Regions from separate parts of the Mus musculus genome. Here region 2 is linked to region 1. Evidence: chromatin contacts called from public Hi-C data. All regions are on one chromosome and are shown on one strand. The core of a region is the stretch at or near the end of the contact, and the rest is flanking DNA. Distances in the headings are between cores, read along the strand shown.

The links. A called contact is a pair of places that touch in the nucleus more often than the background predicts.
Region 2: a Hi-C map of cortical neurons shows a contact between it and region 1, with 2.9 times the contacts expected there. The contact joins the enhancer-like site here to the promoter of Lexm in region 1. A contact is called at or near these places in 15 of 39 promoter capture datasets (the 3T3-L1 cell line, the C10 cell line, the HPC-7 cell line and 8 more), 1 of 15 datasets of contacts at CTCF or cohesin (the NIH/3T3 cell line), 2 of 484 Hi-C or Micro-C datasets (cortical neurons and stem cell-derived neural stem cells), 2 of 115 datasets of contacts at active chromatin or transcription factors (embryonic midbrain and embryonic stem cells) and 3 of 9 other capture datasets (embryonic stem cells, liver and pancreatic islet).

Annotation. Positions count from the first base shown.
Region 1 is chr4:106,614,362-106,621,021 of GRCm38.p6, reverse strand. It overlaps Lexm (lymphocyte expansion molecule), which reads left to right and starts at 3,784. Exons shown (of 10, transcript NM_183182.3): 1 at 3,784-3,897; 2 at 5,033-5,120; 3 at 5,519-5,683; 4 at 5,865-5,987. The coding sequence starts at 3,803.
Region 2 is chr4:107,036,743-107,043,402 of GRCm38.p6, reverse strand. Ssbp3 (single-stranded DNA binding protein 3) reads right to left here. Exons shown (of 18, transcript NM_023672.2): 10 at 6,403-6,467; 11 at 5,753-5,801; 12 at 5,146-5,181; 13 at 4,623-4,677; 14 at 3,370-3,440. Among named protein-coding and RNA genes, the nearest start is that of Gm12786, 13 kb to the right of the region's middle. Within about 2 kb of position 3,877, at least 14 of the 459 cell types and tissues checked have an H3K27ac peak or open chromatin away from gene starts, as enhancers often do. A contact at or near this core is called in cortical neurons, where this site is marked.

The sequences.
Region 1 (6,660 bases), core at 2,535-5,034:
TTTCATTTGCATTGGTGTTTTGCCTGCATACAGGCTGATGTGCGGGTATGTCAGATTCCCTGGAACTGGAATTACAGACAATTGTAAGCTGACATGTGGGTGCTGGGAATTGAACCAAAGTCCCCCGGAGCATCCAGTGCTCTTAACCTCTGAGCCATCTCCAGCCCCCATTTAATATATATATATATATATATATATATATATATATATATATATATATTTTTTTTTTTTTTTTTGGTTTTTTTGAGACAGGGTTTCTCTGTGTAGTCCTGGCTGCCCTGGAACTCACTTTGTAGACCAGGCTGGCCTTGAATTCAGAAATCTGCCTGCCTCTGCCTCTGCCTCCCAAGTGCTGGGATTAAAGGCGTGCGCCACCACGCCCGGCTCCATTTAATGTAGCTCTGAGATGGAAATAGAGAAGGTCCCATCCCAGTCCCCACTCTTTCCTCCAAAAAGGTCCTCAAGTGCCCAGTAACTGCCACTCCACTTTCTCTTTCCACATTTGAATACGGTAACACTTCAAGTAAGTGAAATAATATTTGGGTTTTTTTATGCCTGCCTTATCATTTAGCATAATGACTTCAAACTTTATCCATGATGTGGTGTAAGAGCTTCCCTTATTAATTTTGTACCTCTTTTTTTTTTTTTTCAGACAGGGTCTCTATGTAGTCCAGCTGGTGTCATGGTTACTAGGTAGCCCTGGTTGGTCTAGAACTCTCCTAACTGCCTCAGGCACCCAAGTGTTAGGATTACAATGCACACAATCATTGTTGGACAGCATTTCCTCCCTTTTTAAGGGTGAGCACTATTTCACGGTCTATATTGTCTGTATCTATCAGCCCTTGTTTATCCATCATTTACCACGGTAAATATGGGTCGTGATTATTGTGAATGAAGTTGCTACAAGCAGGGCTGTATTATACAGATATGTGTTTGGGTTCGCTGCCTTTACTCCTACAGCACATACTAAATGGGATTGCTGGGGCGTGTTGTAAGTCTATGTTTACTTCTTTGAGGAACCACTGTGCTATCCCATAGCAGCAGAATCATTATATTTGCCCATCACCAAAGCTCAAAGTTTCCAATTCCTCTACATCCTTGCCAAGACGTGTCATTTTCTCTAATGTTCATATTAACCATCCCGGTGGGTGGGCTAAGCTTTTGATCTGACTCTAGGAAGATGAGTAGGTGTTGGGAGGGAAGGGAGTGAGCGGGCGGGCATGCGTATCGCAGAAGCTGGAAAAATTGAAAAGGCCAGTGGTTTCTCTGCAACTTAGGGTAGCCCTCGGGGCCAGAGTTGCCCGTAGCTAGGGCTCACAGAGAGTGGGAAAGAGGTTGCAAGAGATAAGACTTATAAGTAAGCCGGGCGATGGTGGCGCACGCCTTTAATCCCAGCACTTGGGCGGCAGAGGCAGGTGGATTTCTGAGTTGGAGGCCAGTCTGGTCTACAGAGTGAGTTCCAGGTCAGCCAGGGCTATACAGAGAAACCCTGTCTTGAAAAAACAAAACAAACAAACAAACAAACAAACAAACAAACTTAAAGGTAGCAGCCAAAGCCCCCTCCCAGGCTCCGTCCTGGTTGAGACACTTGACTAAATTACATTGACAATGATCTCTGGGTAGGCTGAACTCCTGCAGCTCCAGACCTCTCAAGCGTTGAGTCCTGGATGGGTTGTGCGACCCATGCTTTACTAGACGTGACCAGGACCATTTATTCTGTCTGAGCCTTCAATTTCTTTCCTGCAATAATTAGAGTGGAGATGGAGGGGTGGTGGTAGCACCTATGGAAAAGGATGAATTAGTTGGCCAGGCAAAGTTCTATGACAGGGAGGAGCTGGACTGTTCGTGGCAGGTGGCCTCAATACAGAAGTGACTCACCATGGCCTGCTATGCCTTCTCTTGCAGCCAGGACTCTGGCCCATGCATGGACTTTGGCTGGTGTCTTCCACCACTCCTTCAGCTGTCCTGCAGCCAAGGGGATCACTGTAGAAGAGAAGACATGGGCAGCTACAGGCCGGTCTGTGCCACTTCCCCAGGAGTGCCTAAGGAGGCCCAGGCTGGTAGAAGGGCCTCCTGCTTAGGGCAAGGACAGCTACGACGCCATGACATGTTAGTATAGCTCTCCAAGGAAACTCTAGTCACATGCCCTGTCCCAGGTGGGGGAATGGAGGCCTCATGAGCATACCATGTCCAGGGTCACCTGGCGTCACCAGCAGGACCAAGCTTCAAATTTATGGGTTCCTGATAAATCGTACTACATTTATTCACTTATTTATCACCCAACAAACATTTGCTGTGTGTTTGCTATATGTCAGGTACTGTGTCAGGAATGAACAAGACAGTCTCTCTCTGTGGGCCTCTGAGAGGCCCTTTCCCAGGGCCAGGAATTGCCTCCTGTAGATGTTTTAATCCTCTCAGGAGCCTGGGAGATAGAATGTTGCTTCATTTCCCAGGTAAGCATGAGGAGACTTAGAAAGGGACGCCATGGGCTGGTGAGATGGCTCAGAGGATAAGAGCATTGACTGCTCTTCCAAAGGTCCTGAGTTCAAATCCAGCAACCACATGGTGGCTCACAACCACCCGTAATGAAATTCAGACGCCCACCCTCTTCTGGTATATTTATAGACATCTTTAAAAAAAAAAAAAAAGTAAAAAAAAAAAAAAAAAAAAGGGACACTACAGCTGATGTCTCTGACACACACACCCCCCCCCCCCCCGCTCAGTGGTATACTGTGGTCGCTCTATCAGCTGTGACTCTGTGACTGCCAGGCCTGGAGCCATTAGTCCAGCTTTCCATTTAAATACCAACTGTGGTGTGGGTCTGCTGTAGGAGGCTGCTGTGCCTCTGGTGTGCTTTGCCACTGGTTGGATGCAGGACTGAAGGTATCTTCCATCGACCTCCAGTTATCTTGTCACAGGAGTGGGGTGTAGACAGACATCTGTTCCATCTCTGCTGAAAGCCCTTGCAGGGCTCTGGGGTAATGAAGGAGACATTAGCACAGCCAGAGGATGCTATCAGTAGGGGAAGGGAGGAGGAGGGAGAGCTGGTCACACCAGGTTGGGGGCACACCCTCCCCTCTTTCTTCACCTAGCAAGTGATTCCTCCTTTGGGATTCTTCCCTGAAGTGCCTGTCCACAGGCTGGGCCCCACCCCATTCCCCACCTGCTAGCCTGGCCAAGCTGTGGAAGTGGTTGTCAGAGGACAGGGACCACATTTGGGGGCCAGTCGTCCTTTAGTGTCTGCTCAGAGTGGATATCTGAGGTTCTGATGCCACTGCATCCCTTCTGATGTCTCTAAGTACCTTCACCTATCTCTCTACTTGTCCTCCACGTGCCATCTTCCTTGGCTTCCCCGCCCCACCCTGCCCTGCCACGCCCCTCTCCCCATCGCTCCCCTCCCCCGCCAGAGTTCCATCCAGCAGAGAAGGACCAGAATTCCCAAGTCTGCTCTCCCCTCCGTTTCCCTTACAAGGTGAACATGAAGGCAATTTCTGAGCCTGGGCTCTCCCCAGTATAAGCAGAAATAAACAGATTCTCAGCAAGTGACAAGAGCTCTCTCATTAAACCCCAGGGGGATCCTAAGGTCTGAAGGAGCCCAGGAAGGGTCTCAGGCAAGGCAGCATTGGGAATATAAAGTGAATGATAACGTCAGGGGGCAGCCAGCACGCTGGAGAGCTCCCACGTGTCACGAAGCAGGTCTGTACTTGCTGAATCATAACGCCCCGGTTGCGGGTTGCCGTGGCAGCGCGCGGTGTCAAGGGGGTGTTGTGCCGGGGTGGGGGCAGGCTGGAGTCTAGGCTCAATGAGACCTCGCACCCACGGCGCCCCCCCGCGCAACATCATGTCCACCATCCCCAAGTGGTTCAAAGGGGCGCCCTTTGGGGTGCAGAGCCACAGGTGGGGCCCAACTGCTTCCTGGCCTAGCACCCAGGATCCAAGGGAGTTCCTGTGGCCCCACCAGCGCCTCTGCCTCCGCCTCCGGGAGGAAGGCTAACCCAGAAGGCTGGAGCCCGGGAAGGAAGGGAAGAGGGCTGGCTCGCCCCTCCCCCACTCACTTTCTCCTCCTCCTCCTCCTCCTCCTCCTCCTCCTCCTCCTCCTCCTCCTCCTCCTCCTCTTTTCTCCTCCTCTCTTCCTATGTAGCCCTGCTTGGACAGAACTCACAGAGATCTGCCTATCATTGCCCTCTCTGTGCTGGGATTAAAGCCTCTAAGTTTGTTTGTTTTCTGTTCCATTTTTGTAGCAAGTTCTTGCAAACTATTTCCAAACCACCTAATGTAAAATATTCATAGAGGCCACATGGTCTGCCCATCCCATGAAATTTAGCTAAAAAGTTTTGTTTGCAACCCAGGTGTCTTATTTCTTTTTTCTTTTTCTTTTCTTTTCTTTTCTTTTCTTTTCTTTTCTTTTCTTTTCTTTTCTTTTCCTTTCCTCTCTCTCTCTCTCTCTCTCTCTCTCTCTCTCTCTCTCTCTCTCTCTCTCTCTCTCTCTCTTTCTTTTTGAGACAGTCTCTCTACATAACCCTGGGTGTCTTGGAACTCACTCTATAGACCAGGCTGACTTCAAAGTCATAGAGATCCACCTGTCTCTGCCGCCCAAGTGCTGGGATTAAAGGTGTGCACCATTATGCTCAACTGTCATATTTCTTTTTATGTTCTATTATGTAATATAGTTGCATATAAATGACCTACTATGTGCCACACACGGTTCTAGAATCTGTGATCATGAGGTGGTCTGGATAATTAAACGTATATGAAAGATGATATGAAGTATCCACCCTGTAGTATAACATCTATCTATCTACTTGAGCTGGGAAGGATAATGGTAAGAACTCTGAAGAAGAATGAAGCTGTAGGGAGAGGCAGAGCATAGGGTGGGTGGCAGAGCATCTCAGGAACTCTCAAAATGATGAAGCAGATCCAAAGTGACATTCAAGGGTCAGCTCCAAAGTCGCCTGTCCTGGGAAACCAACTGCCTGTCCACCAGGGCTGCCCCAGTCAGGACCAGATGGGCCCTCACTTATACCTCTCTTAGGTTTGATGTCTCCGCTGTCTATCCCAACCAGAAGAAATTCAGCACCTTCACAGAGGCCCCATACTCCAGACATCATTCGGTGGAACTGGTGAGCCTGCTTCCTTTCACGTGGTCTGTGTCCCGCCCCCAATACGCCCGCGCATGCTCCAACCGCGTCCCTTCCCCAATACACCTGCGCATGCTCCAACCCAAGCTTGCCTCATTCTTGGCTCCAGATGTTTGATAAACTCAGGACTATGCTAGAACCCTAGGAGTTTAAGGGCCGCAGGCTTCCTCTTCCACAGCTGTTTCTACTCTGTATTTCCCTGAAGTGGAACAAGGCCAGTCACAGAGGTGGTCAGGACTCGATCTTGAGTGCTGAGCTCCTCCTGGTCGTCAGACTGGGGAACTGTCTAGTTTAATTCCTAGGCCAGGGGTGACTTGCACATGCAAAGGGGTGGGGTAGGTGGTTATGACCGACTCAGCTGAGAGCCTGCTTTAACTTAGTCCCACATAGGACCTGGGACCTATAACTCCAAGGATACCTGCTTCAGCAAGAAGTTCCTGGAACAGAAGTTGGGCTCAGGATGGTCCCAGGCCCACGAAGCCACTCGGCTGACCCAGCTACCCCACTTCCACTACCAGGCCATCAAGAAGGAAAAAGAGCAGCAGGTGAACTTCGGGGCATACCCTTCCCGACCTCTAGGAGCAAGGCTTCCTGTCCACATGGCTATCCCTCCAGAGTCCTAGTGGATACAGCTTCCTCTTGGAGAACACCGTCACCCTTTGGGCTCTTCCTGGCTGGACCTCCCCAGGTTCCTTTTCCATCCTGCGTTCTTTTCTTTTGGGGCAGGTGCACAAGCGTGGCCCTGGCTCCTACAACATCAAAGACTTCATAACTGAGCTGCAGAAGAAACCACAGAGCAAACGGGGGCTGCTCAGCTCTGGGGAGACACGTTTCCGAGGTTTTATTGGGGTACGTGAGCTTGTCTCTTCCACCCTCCGTCCTCTGTGGGAAGACTGTTGCTGTTTGGATGTTTGACAAGCACCCTTCTCTGAACCCGTCTTCTCCCTAGGCTTGCCCAGACCTTCCTGGCTTTCTTGTTGGCTCTTCTGCTCTCCTGTGTCTTGAGCCTAGAGAAACCTAGAGTATATTAGAAACCCAACAAACATATTCATTTAGCTAGGCAACCAGGAAATAATGATTAAGCAGCAACTGAAAGCTGTGTACTGAACTAGGCTTTGGGAGAGCGGGGTGTCTGGCAGTGACAAACGTCAGAGCGGGCATCTTAGTGACACACACCACAGTATGAAGAAGGAAATACATATCGTTCTTATGGAGTTTTGAGGGTAAATGGCACAGGGAAGGAGAGTGCTGTGGGGTGATTTACAGAGAGCAGTCTGGGGAGGCCTCACTGGAACAAAATCTGCAGGGGACTCATAATACCTGATCCATGCACTGGCTTTCTGAGCTATGGACGGAAGCAAGACCCAGTCTCCTTCTTTGGGGGACAGACAGAGCTGATCCTCACAGTGGCCTGATTTTTGTAGCACTGGCCCCACCCCCTCTACCAGGTCTGGCTCCCCAAGGGTCTGGTTGCAGGGTCCAGAGAGGAGGGTGGATTGCATCACCTATGGAACAGCAGTGC
Region 2 (6,660 bases), core at 2,628-5,127, 420 kb before region 1:
GTTTTGTGTTTTATCTTGACACAGGCTGGAGTTATCACAGAGAAAGGAGCTTCAGTTGGGGAAATGCCTCCATGAGATCCAACTGTAAGGCATTTTCTCAATTAGTGATCAAGGGGGAAAGGCCCCTTGTGGGTGGGACCATCTCTGGGCTGGTAGTCTTCATTCTATAAGAGAGCAGGCTGAGCAAGCCAGGAGAAGCAAGCCAGTTAAGAACATCCCTCCATGGCCTCCGCATCAGCTCCTGCTTCCTGACCTGCTTGAGTTACAGTCCTGACTTCCTTTGGTGATGAACAGCAATTTGGAAGTATAAGCTGAATAAACCCTTTCCTCCCCAACTTGCTTCTTGGTCATGATGTTTGTACAGGAATAGAAACCCTGACTAAGACAGAAGCTTTGTGTATTTTCAAAAATGCTCCTGTCCTGACATGTCTAATTTCCTTCTGCCTCTGCCGCCTTCCCCAACCTCTGAAATGTCGGAAGCTCTGAAACAGTCATATGCACTGACACAGACACACAGACACACACACAGACACACACAGACACACAGACACACACACACACACACACACAGACACACAGACACACACACAGACACACACACACAGACACACACACACACAGACACACACATATGGGAGGGAAGGGGGAGACACATATTCTGCTCAATTAAACCTTTTCTCACAAAGAAATGATATTCAACTACAGAGGACACTTGCACCTGTGAGATCCTAGCTGAAGTTTAAGTGAGTTAGTTTTAAGAAAGAAATTTTTTGAGAAAGTCTTATTTAGCTTGTCTGGCCTTGACCTGGCATTTTCTGAGTTCTCCGTCGCCTCATTTCTAAAGCTGAGTCATTCTCTTTGTGGTATAAGGTTTAGCACAAGCGGCTAGCTGAGCCGCACTCCTTCCTTTTGATTCTAACTCCTTTTCCTTCGATTTCCTCAACAGATTTCCAGATTAGATATGGATGTCCTCTTGTCTCACACTTTCGATTTTCTTGTGTTTTGAGACATGGTGCTCACTATATAGCCTTGGCTACTATGTTTTTTCCTTGGGCTTTCCTGGAGCTCATTCTGTAGAAGTACTGAGTAGTAGGACTAAAGGCATTGCTACCACCCTCCTGACCAAGCTACTGAAATTTTAGAGACAACATCTGCCACCTTTCCTGTGGTTGCCAGCAGTGACTGCCATCTTATTTCATGCATTGGTGGTGTTGCTGCATGAGTGTCAGATCCTCTGGAACTGGAGTTACAGACAGTTGTGAGCTGCCATGAGGATAACGGGAACTCAACTTGAGTCCTCTGGAAGAGCAGCCAGTGCTCTTACCTACTGAGCGATCTCTTCAACCCCCAAATGACTGTCACCTTACAGGTATAGTAAAAACTTGCTCCGTGATGGCTGTTGTCACAGACACCCTTGGTGGAAGTTGTGGCACAGGGAATGAGGCTTTTCTTCGCCTGGTGAGAGCTCTCAGATCAAGTTGCCAAGCACGAGATTAAAACTGTCGAACATGCAGATCAATGAGCAAACTGGAGCTTGGCTTTGATTAGAGAACAGTTCTGCTTTCTGCAAGTTCATTAAAAGCCTTTAGGAAATCAAGATAACATAGAATTCCAGTTCTTAAATCAAAATCCCACCAGAAGTTGTTTTTGCTCTGTTTTGTTGGGTGGAGCCAGGGTCTCCTGCATGTGAGGTATGTGCTCTGCCATACGCTGCACCTTCAGTGCACTTCGGCCTTGTTTTACAGTGATGTGAGCCGTCACTGGTATACCACAAAGGCACAGCTGTGCCCAAAGGCTGGGACATCTGTTATCAAAGCCCCTCCCCTCTGGTCCACACACAGGACCTGTACTGTGACCACTGGATCTAGAACTTTAGACCCAGAGCAATCAGGGACTGGGGTTGATGGCAGTGCTCACTCTAGTCTGCGCTCACACTGGCTTGAGGGGGTCACTGTTTTTGAATGGACACCAGTGTCACTTTGAAGAACAAAAAGAGCCTTTGGTTCAAAGGACGTGCCAGTCCCCACACAGTGGAGAGAGAGAGAGTGTGAGCTTCCCTACCCTCTCTGCTCACTGGAGCACCTGTCTAGAGATGGTGTAATATTCTCGACTGTCCTCGACCTGCGTGTCATTTAGCTTACTCTGGTGCTGTCTGGGTCACATGGCATTGTCATGGTTTGTAGTTTCATGACCTTAACTCTGAAACACACGGTCACGGCATCCATAAGTTAAATGTACATTCAGTAGCATCTTGATGCGAACTCGAGTGTAAATTGTGGCAGCAGGTAGACATCCTGAGGCTACAGCCCTTAGGATGACACAGCCTGAGTGATGCCTAATAGCATCCATGGCCGTGAAAAATGCAAGAGTGATTGTAGGTGGCAAATGACCTAAACCACTAAACCATGTCCATCCGGCATCAGTGCCTCTACTAGCCCAGGGGGCCTCTGGATGGGTTTAGTATTCTCAACCTTCTATCCCCACTGCTACAAAACAGGACTTCTGTCCTGAGGTATCTCAGAATACAGAGTATCTGAATGAAAGAGACCCCTAGTGAGGTGAAACACAGCAAGTGGCTGGATGGGAGGGCGGTACCACAGAGAGTTCCCCATACTCATGCAACACAGGGCCCTGGCAAAGGAGGCAGGCCATAGAACGTGACCTTCGCAGGCTGCTGGGAGACGTATGTGGCAGGGACGCAGTGCTAGAGGTGCAGCACAAGAACAGCGTGTGTGCTTGTGTGCACAAGGTCTGCACTCATCCTCATCACCACACGTCTGCCGTCGTCAGCATGGCAGTCCTCATGTAGGATGTGATACCTGGTGTGACTTTTGTCTTTGCCCAGAAACTGGGCTCACAAAGCCAGGGGCTATCTCCTCTCCACAGCTACAGAAGCGAGGCAGACTCTGTACAGGGAAGTTTGGCAAGGGCACTCCAGAGGGGAAGACTGTAAGGAGTCGAGGTAAAGGAGCTGCCATACTGGTATCCACATGGGTCAAGTAGGTGCCCAAAGGAACCTCAGGTTTCCCCCTTAGCATTAATGCCTGGGGAACAGGAAGGATCGGTGGGAGGGACTAACTACCCAAGGTGGCACGGCCAGTCAGAAGAATGGGGAGAAGCCCCCTGAAGCCTGGTGCTTTCCCTTGTCTCACACCTGACCAGAGGGGGAGCCCCGCCCCTCCCACCTCCCACCATCAATAAGATGGGGACTGACTTGCCCAAGAGTTAATCGCGCTTCTGATGGTTTATTTTATTCATCTTTGGTAACAAATGGCTAAAATCAATTACTCATGCTTTCCCCTCAGCTGATGAAGTTAATTATGATTTGTTATGGTATCTGGTATGTAAATGAGCAGAAAGCAGACTCACGTTAGACCGGCTGCCTCCAGGCGGCACAGGATTAATCATTGTGTAGATGTTGTCACTGGAATTTGTTGAATCTGTAGAAATAGTGGGAACCACAGAGTTCAGGTGATTAATTCATTTCTTAATTAAAACAAACTCTCGGCACTTGAACTCATTCTTTTGTATTTTATCACCTAAAATTTCTTCTAAGTATCACCATCTTCTGGCTAATTTGTATTTAATGAAGATTCACAAAGTTTTTAATCACAGAAAATTCAACTGAGAAAACCATTCGACCACAAACCTGAGAATGTCAGGGTATCTGGGCAGGCACAGCACAGGGACACAAATCCGTCCCCTAAGCTTAGCAAGGACACAAAGACATAACCTGTGTTTTCTCTCAGACCCACCCAGGGAAGGAAAAATGCAGCAAGTTACCCAGAACCACTCAGCTAGGCCGAGGGGCTGGGGCTGGGGCCGCATTAACATAAGGAGTGGGTTAGCATGACCCAGTCTGAATGTAGGTCATGCTGCTCATCAATGCTGCAGAGCGGGAGCCGGAGCGGGAGCCGGTTGTGGCTGCAGCCAGCTCCCCCCTGCAGCTGAGCAGATTCCCTTTATGGGGAGTTGGAAGAGGAGGCTCTAGCCACTCCCCACCTAGCCAAGGAAAGTCTCCTTAGGAAACCAGCTAATGCTGCTCCATCAGGAGCAGAAATTCTCCCTCTATTTTGGGCTGGGTAGGGGACGTACGCTGCACTTCTTCCAGCTGGCTGCAATGCTATTCTTAGCCAGGAGACAGATAATTGTGACTCTATGTATGTGTGCATATATGCACCTGCCCTCCTGTGCATGCATGCCTTCTCCAGATAAAGAAACAGGGAAACACAATCTCTTACACAGAGGACCACAAGCCTAGAACCCATAACCTCAGGGGGAGTGTGTATGTGCTTTTAGAGTCCTGGTCTCCAGTTGTCAGGGACCCAGAGACCCTTCTAAAGTCATCTAGGACAATGAGATCTTGTTGTTTCAGACCTTGGCTCAATTTTATTCTTTCAAAGCAGTATATAGGAATATAAGGGTCATGTGGCTAAAGCCACACAGTGGGTTGTTGATAGTGAAGGCTCATGGCCCTTACATCTCCAGGCATCAGTGCCTGGCAGAGCATGCACTCAAGGCTCAGAAGTGGTGCCTGAAAGGCCAGGGTCTGCAATAGAGCCCTCAGACACATAGCACCCCACTCCCACCAGACATTTATTTCCCCCCTCAAGCCCTCTTACCTGCAGGACTAGGCATGATGGGGGTTCCTGGAGGGCCACCACCACCAGGGGGTCCCTGAGATGAGATAAAAGGTGTCAGTAACTAACCTGTGGTGTTAAGAAGCTTGGGGAGACCGCTATGCTAGCTGCCAGTGCCCAGAGCAGCCTGGTACCTGGTACTGCCTCTCCTGCACTCAGAACTGGAGCCTACAAGCCAGAAGGGAGCTAGATTTATGCTCGTCCTCTCAAGCCAAGGCACAAGTGGTGGGTGTGTGCACACATCTGCTCACATGCACACCAACCAGTGAAAGCCAGAGCCAGTAAACGGGGCCCACAGCCTGCTGGGTAGCAGTCACTGAAAAAGAGCCCTTCTGGCTCAGCTCTGGAGAACTGAAGGCTAGCCCAGGCCTGTACAAACACCTAAACGCTGAGAACAATTTGGCTCCTGGGCTCAGATGTGTTCTCATGAGGAACATACTAGACCTGAGTGGCTCTCCTCAGCGGTCACATGCACTAGAGAGTCAGAATCCTGAGCTGCACTTACCACATAGGTTCCGGGTGATGATGAGGAGTACGGGATCTGGAAAGAAGATTCGGGAGCCATGGATTGGAGCTGCCTTCCCTGACAGACAAGCATCATGCCCCATCACTTCCAAACCCACTTTGGGGCACAGTCATTCTTATTTATGGTAGGCTTGGGGACCCAGTGAATTAGTAACCTGGTCAGTTTCCAGAAGAAGGGGCCTGAGACACATGCAATGGTCCTGGGGATTGGTCTCCCTTCTCCCAGTCTTTGGTGGAGCCTGAGAGTAGGGTCCCAGGAGACCTCCCAATTGGGAGGGTGGAAGACAGCAACACCCACACCCCTTCTTCTGTCTGCACCAAGCCTGTCAGTCATTTCCCTCAATGCTAGAAACCAGAACCATGACGCACGTGGAGCCCTAGCTCTTAGCCAGCCGATAGCTCAGGGCAGGACCACGTGTGAGGACCCCAGCACACTGCCGAGGGCTCCACCTACACGGGCCTTCTTAGCAGCATCAGGTAGATCCTGCTGTAGTTCTCCCGCCTGATACCTCTTCCTGGCAACAGGGTTACCTAATGTCCAGAACCTCTTCCCTGGGGAAAGGCACCCTCCAGACCTGTATACTCACTGAGTTAGCACTGTTGGGATTGGGCCAGGGTCTGCCAGCTCCTGGGCCCCTAAGAGAAGGAGAGATGGTGACAATCAAAGTGGGGCTACACTCTATGGCGTGGAGCCAGTGGGAGCAGGAGCAGGCTGCCATCAGTACAGGAAGTCCTAGATGCCATCTGACTCTGGGGTAGCAATGGGTAGTTCCACGGAAGGAGACTTAGGAACTCCTTCAAATTATATGAAAAAATTTGTAAAATATGTATTTACAAAATTATATATATATATATAAGTATTTCTGCTGTTTTTTTTCCTAGGAAGATAGACCACTGATTCTTATAAGCACTAAATATCAGGGCTTATTTGCATAAGGATTAAATCTTGAATCAGCCATTGAAGCTGTGCAAGCCTAAGGAAGTCACTCTACCTCTCTGGCCTCAGTGACCTCATCACAGGCAGGGAGTAACCACACCTTGTAGGAGTAGCCTGGTGACCACAAGGTGGCTAACTGTGCCAAGCACACAATCCAGTGTAAGACACAGCTCTCACCCTAAGGGTGAGGAAACAGAGGTCCAGAGGGGCACCAGTGAGGGGTAAGATTGTCTTCTGGGGTCCAACAGTGGGTGGGGAGGCCATGGGCTCTGAGGCACCGGCCGGGGCTATTTGCCTTACATGTTAATCCCAGGCATGGCGGGGCCGAGGGAGTTGGGTGGTGGTCTCATGCCGCTGCCGTAATTCTGCAACGATAACCAAGGGTCAGTCTATGAGGGGGAGAAGGGGAACCGGGAGGGAGACAAACACAGAATATAAGTGAGAGGGTTAGTCTGTGACGACAGCCTGATGAGAAAAAAATCACACGTACTTTCAGAACAGACAGGACCACAATGACAAGCCAGCACAGAGGGACAGTCACAACAGTCAATGCGTTGG